2 separate regions of the Bicyclus anynana genome follow, and region 1 is linked to region 2. Evidence: chromatin contacts called from public Hi-C data. All regions are on one chromosome and are shown on one strand. Each heading gives the region's core, a stretch centred on a gene start, on an enhancer-like site or on the middle of the called end of the contact. The rest is flanking DNA. Distances are from core to core; before and after follow the strand shown. Region 1 holds the start of LOC112054520 (protein charybde). Region 2 holds the start of LOC112055298 (cytochrome P450 6B5-like).

Region 1 (3,355 bases), core at 220-2,719, 160 kb before region 2:
GTTTGTTTTTTACATGTATGTGATTTTCTTTCTGATAACTGATCTACGATTGAGTTAGTCATTTGTAATTACCTATATAATTAACGAGGTTTTTTATTACCTTTTTCAATTTTAAAATATTGAGTTTTGAAAGCCTTGTAGATTAGTTTGTGACAGAAAGCGATCGTAAAGACGCAGTGTTTAAGTTAACTGTTTCGATGGACAAAAAACCCACGTAGTTATGTAACTCAGTGTAACATTTTTACCAGTAAAAAGTAGATAAAATTATTTAAAAAAATATTTCACTTAGAAATGTAATCTGTTTTGTCACCTGTAAACGACTGTCGCTGATACTGTAATAAAAAATATTATCTATAACATAAATTGATTTACCTTTATCGTCTATTAATTCAGTACAGTGCAAAAAGTAATCAACAACATATACATTCGTAATATTATCCCTAAATCTAAGCTCCTCTTCCTATTTTGAAAAATCGAGAAAAATTGCTATAAATTCACCAAAAGGATTACACATAATCGATTTGTTAACCTTTGTTAAAACTTCGAACAACGATACATCAAAACCATCAAAAGAAATTCTCGAAAGTTCTACCGGGCTGACGCAACATCGGAAGTGTAATAATAATGACTGCCGTTACCAATAGCCAGATACTATTAGATCTTTTTGTTCGTTTAATTCCCATTATCTTACATCACACAAACTGTTGCTAAGTGCATTTAGTTCCCAAGTCTATCGATGACAAAAGTGCTAAAACAAAAGGCATTGTGCGCAGAATCGGGTCTTTTCGTAACAATGGTCATCCGTGCTAACATGAATTGTGTGACAATAAAACTTGTTTCCTTTAGCACATTACATTTTGTAACACCTTGGACTTCCAATTCAATAATATAAATTTGACAAATCTAAATTTTCATATTCTGTTCTTGTAATTCAAACAATCCGTTTACAATATTTTTAATATCTAAAAACTTAATCTAAATTTTTTACAACATAGTGACATCGACCAATTGGATCTCGATTACAAGTCACTTAAAACCACCACGATTACTGATATCTTTACTATAGACGATAAGTTTACAATATCGCATAACACTACAATCGGAACAAAGAACCCTCACAAATACTTATTTCTAAACCATAACAGATTCTTATTTGCTAACGACAATTATAACTAAAACAATATTATTCGCTGTAAAATATGTACAAATGAGTAACGTACACGATAACATTTAAGAAACACCATTACTTAAAATTAGAAAAATTTTTCATGTGAACGAACTGTTATGTTCCACCGGTGGAACTAGAACAAAGAAGCCGGCCGGCGTTTGCCGGAGGCCGGCGCGCGACGGCGCAGAGACGTGCGGTGCACTCCGCGGGCGCTCGCGACTGGCGCGCGGGGACCCCGCGGCCTCCCGCGGAGAGACGCCCCGCACCCCCGGCCGCGGCCTTCTATATATACCGCGCACAGTCGCCGGAATCGTCAGTCCGTCACACAGAGCGACAGGGTCGGGTGGGTCGAACGGTGAGCCGAGGGCGAGAGACGAAGCCCTAAGGTTACGAGATCAGATCTGATGCAGTCGTGTTAACCTCGGACGTTACAACTTCCAATCGATCTCTTCACGATAACTAGTCGCCGGTCGTGAAGCCGGTCGTTCAGTGCGCATTCGCAGTACAAAAGAGACTTGTGATATTTTTCTAGTTTTTTAAGTTCCGCAACGGAACGCTTCGTTTTAAATCGCGTTTAAAAGTGTACAATATAAGTAAAAATTTGGAAAACATGGAGATCCTGCCGGTTACGAGTCAGTTTAACGTCGGATTCAGTAGTGAAAAAGGTGAGTCCACACTTTCTATTCTTCGGCGAGTGGGGAGGGAAGTTCGACTTTCTAACCGGCGGCTGTCAGCTGTTGCTAGGCGGCGCGCGCACAGACTCCGGCCCCGGCCGGGCCCGGTCAGCTGACGCAACAGCTGTTCTGCTTCTTGTTAACACTTAACAGATAACTTGATCACATTCTTATTAGGATTTCGAATTTCTCAGAACCTTGTAAGATTCTAATTTGAAAATTTTGCAAATACATTTCTTTCATCTGTGTATTATCAGAAAATAAATGAATAAGTGAATAACCGTCGGTGTGTATTGTTGCAGCGTGGAATGGGCCCACATGGAGAGAGGCGCCCGTGCCGGTGCCCACGGAGACGGCGCTGGCCCAGCGGCTGGAGCGCGAGCTGCGCGCCGCCAAGGGAGCCAGCGAGCTGGCCACGGCCGAGGTGCTGGTGCCGGCCGAGCTGCTGTGCCGCGCGGCGCGCCAGACGCTGGCGCTGGCCGAGGGCGAGCCCTGCGGCTCGCGCGGCGCCGCCGTCATCGTGGACGTGGCCGGCCGGCGGCTCGCGGCCTTCAAGATAGACCCCAACACGCTCACCACGCACGAGATACACCTGCACCTGGAGCACGACGCCACCAACTGGACCAGCCTGCTGCCGCAATTCTTAAAGTGAGTGTGAGATTTATTTTTATGTACCTACTGTTAATTTTGAGAATCTTAGTTTCAAATAAAAAAAAATCTACTTTTCATTTAAAATATTTTATCTGGGAATTTACTTCATTCTTTTTGAAGTTTAGAGTTTGTAGTGTGGCCTATGATAAAAATATAAAATATCGATAATTTTGTTATCGACTTAATTTAGCAAACATCCCCGAAGTTACTAATTTATAATTTCCTGATTGACTTTACTGATCGATCGTTTCTTCCACAGAAACTTAACGAGAGGCGGCACCATCATCATCAGCCCCCAGTTCACGATAGAAAAGAAAAAGTTGTTCCGGAGTCAAGCCGAGTGAGCGAGCGAGCGAGCGAGCGACGCCGCGGAGCGTGTGGGTCTAGCGCGAGATGCGAGCGAGCCGACTGATTGCCCTCCTCGATATCTACGTATCGTTATTTTAAATATCAATATTATATTATGTATATTATATTTTTAATAAGAGAAAAAAGCACAGCGTGATATGTAATGTATAGTAGTAGTAAGCGTCCGGCGCGCCGCGGCCGCCGGCGAAGTGCGCTTTGTCGCCAAAGCGTCGACGTTCCGCCGGCGGCGGCGGCCGGCGCGTCGGCGGCGCGGGGCGGCCGATCTCGCGCCGTCGCCGGCCCCCACCGCCGCCGCCCCGCTGCTGTTGTTGGTGTTGTGGATGCGTGCGTGATGCGCGGCGGCGTTAGGTGCGCACCGTGATCTCAGCCGCCGCCGCGCGAGTGATATGATGCCCTGATGATGATGATGATCGACTTAGTGTTACGTATTATTTTTTGTTGTCGAGTTCGATTCTATTGTGAAGTTGTGTAGAGTTGGTATATTACATGTATC
Region 2 (3,264 bases), core at 533-3,032:
CAAGTAAAAATAACAATATGAACGTATTACGCATGCTAACTGTTGTGTTTACCTACAACTCGGACTGCTAATACGGTATACCGTACCGTCCTCTTACCCCAGTCCCTAACACAGAATAATCCATTTCTAATAATCTATTCATATTTTTACACCTCCCACATCTCGATTCGTAGAAGAAAGCAAAAGACTTTATCCCGTCTCCTTTTTTTATTTTATTATATTTTTATTTACAAGTTAGCCTTTGACTACAATCTCACCTGATGGTAAGTGATGATGCAATCTAAAATGCAATCGGGCTAACTTGTTAGGAGGAGGATGAAATCCACACCCCTTTCAGTTTCTACACGACGTCGTACCGGAACGCTAAATCGCTTGGCGGTACGTCTTTGTCGGTCCTAATAAAAAGGAAGGCGGCCTAGCCCTGCATTTATTTCTAAATCATAGGTGTGCCTGTGTTTGTTAGGTGCTCTTTCACGCCGTAGCTTCCAAATGAGCTGAAATTTTCAATGGAGATAGAAATTATCCTGTATTCATACATAGGCGACTTTTAATTCCAGAAAAAATTGTTGCTTACTTCGTAGAAGTTAGATTCGTGAAAAAATCAATTTCACATGGACGAAGTTGCTGAAGTGACGTCCGCTAGTAATCTATACTAATTAATATACTAATCTTTATTAATATTAATATTATAAAGAGGTAGAGTTTGTGAAGATTTTAAAAATTCTTTTACCACCAGAAAGCCACGTTATTTGTGCATGTCGTAGGCTATATTTTATCCCAGTATTCGCACGTGAACAAGAACTACGCGGGTTAAACCGCGGGGCGGTGGCTAGTGAATAATATTGTGAGACGGGGGGTAACAAAAGTAAATGCCTGAGTTGAGTATGGTAAAACTTAGTAAATGGCTGAGCTTGTTCTGATGTGGGCTACCCGCGTTGAAACATCTAATATGTTATTATCAAAATTTGTGTGTTGTGTGTTTAGCTGAACTAAACGAAATTGAGTTTTGATTACAACATACATACATATTAATAATTCACCACTTAATGTATTTAAATCGATTTTTAAAACGGGGTCATAAGAATGGTGTTGATTTTTACATTTTTCTGGTCTATTTTATAATTTCATTACTAAAACGAGAACCTGTGATAGCCTACCTCATTTTATGAAAGCTGAAAGTTAGGCTTTGCTCCTAACCATAGGTAAGTATGATACGAGTAGGTAGCCAATAACTAAGTTTGGACGTTTTTTTGCTTTTTACTAACTCTTCTGCATAAACGTGTAATATTATTATAGATAAAGGTTTAAATAAATAAATAAATACACTTCTGTTTTGAAAGTGACGAAACGTTAATAAGGTACGGAACATATCTAATCTCTATGTCATCACACGTTCACCTACTTAAATAAAATCGATCAATATTTAATGATTGATATCTTGATAAAGACTTTATTTACAATTTCCGATACGACATCGTATAGAAGACGCCGTTGACTTATTCGCTATTGAAGAGTTAAAGATGCTTCTTTACGATGTGCGCTTCTGAAGTATCGACTTGAAGCCGGTAAAATAAGAATTAAATGTATGTTTACTAGTAACAAACAACTTCTTATATTTCAAAATATTAGACTGAAAAATTTAAACTTCCGGTGTTACAGGTACGCTTAAAAGCATAAAAAGCATTGTAAATATCATGCTTTCATACAACATTACTATGTGTGTAATATTCGTAGAAAATAATTTGTAGCTGTAAAAATGGTGGACCAACCTTTACACTTGAGATCTACATCTTTATTATTTAAAATTTACGTTTGTCGTATCGTCTCAAGTCGTAAACTTTTCTCCGGTGTTTCAAAAATGTAATTAAATTTTATCGCGAGATACAATAATGAGTAAATCCTTTCGTTTTGCAACTGATTTCGTGAACACACGTAATTTACGTGCATTTCCAAAATGATTCAGCTTCTAATAGTAGTAGTTGTGATAGCATTATATTTCTATGGGACAAGAAACTTCGATTTCTTCAGCAAGCGCGGAATCAAGTTTGAGAAGCCGATGATATTCTTCGGGGGATACCTGAGGCAGCATGTTGATAAAGTGAGTCTTTCTGGACGTTTCGCTGCGCTCCACCGGGCGCATCCGGATGAGAAATTCGTTGGATTCTTCGAAGGGAACAGCCCAGCCGTCGTCATCATTGATACGGAACTAATAAAGCATGTACTGCTGACGGACTTTCGTGATATACATCACAGAGGACTTATTCCCCGGACGAAGTTCACGGAACCTTTGATGAGGAATATACTCACCTCAGAGGGAGACACGTGGAAACTGATGAGGCAAAAGTTGACACCGGCATTCTCGAGCGGTAAACTGAAGGCCATGTTTCCACTTATTGTTGAAATGACTGGCAAATTGACGAAGTTAGCTGATGAAGCGGCGACGAAAGACGAAGTCGACGTACGCGAAATGATGGCTAGATACACGACCGACTTTATCGGGGCGTGCGGCTTTGGTATCGACTCGAACGCTTTGAATGAAGAAAACTCAGATTTTCGCAAACTCGGCAAGCGTATATTCACTTATACAAATAGGGATATATTCATTAATGTGATGAAAAGGGCTTTTCCCTCAGCTTTTGAGTATGCTCGACAGTTTGCACCCGAAATCGAGCACAAAACCATGTCAATCATCAAAGAAATCATGACTCAGAGAAACTACCAACCTTCAGGTAGAAATGATTTTATAGATATTCTCTTAGAGCTCAGACAGAAAGGCAAAATTGTTGGGGAATCTATTGAGCATCGCAATCCTGATGGTTCTCCGGCTATTGTCGAACTTGATTTGGACGATGAACTGCTTGCGGCGCAGGTGTTTGTTTTTTTCGCTGCCGGATTTGAAACTTCGTCATCGGCCAGCAGTTACTTTCTTCACTGCCTAGCTTATCATCCTGAAATTCAGGAGCGATGCCAGAAGGAAGTTGACGAAATTATCGCCAAGTATAACGGCAAACTCTGCTATGACGCCATTAGGGATATGAAATACCTGGAAATGGCTTTCAGGTAGGTAACTAAAGAATTAAGTAAATTATGTGTCTCTGATAAACTTATTTTTTTTTAATATCGCCTCTATTAGAAGGCCTTCGTTATTTCTTACAGCGCAAAGGCATTTTTGATAAGTGGGATTTTAATAGTTATTTTGTCTTCTTTTTTAGAGAAAGCTTACGTTGTCTTCCGTCGCCCGGGTTCATTATCAGAAGAACAACA

The links. A called contact is a pair of places that touch in the nucleus more often than the background predicts.
Region 1: a Hi-C map of whole body shows a contact between it and region 2, with 1.9 times the contacts expected there. The contact joins the promoter of LOC112054520 here to the promoter of LOC112055298 in region 2. A contact is called at or near these places in 2 of 2 Hi-C or Micro-C datasets (whole body and whole larva).

Annotation. Positions count from the first base shown.
Region 1 is chr19:15,107,825-15,111,179 of ilBicAnyn1.1, reverse strand. LOC112054520 (protein charybde) reads left to right here and starts at 1,469. Exons shown (of 3, transcript XM_024094336.2): 1 at 1,469-1,833; 2 at 2,145-2,490; 3 at 2,753-3,355. The coding sequence starts at 1,779. The coding sequence ends at 2,837.
Region 2 is chr19:14,949,875-14,953,138 of ilBicAnyn1.1, reverse strand. It overlaps LOC112055298 (cytochrome P450 6B5-like), which reads left to right and starts at 1,782. Exons shown (of 3, transcript XM_024095333.2): 1 at 1,782-3,060; 2 at 3,213-3,264. The coding sequence starts at 1,955.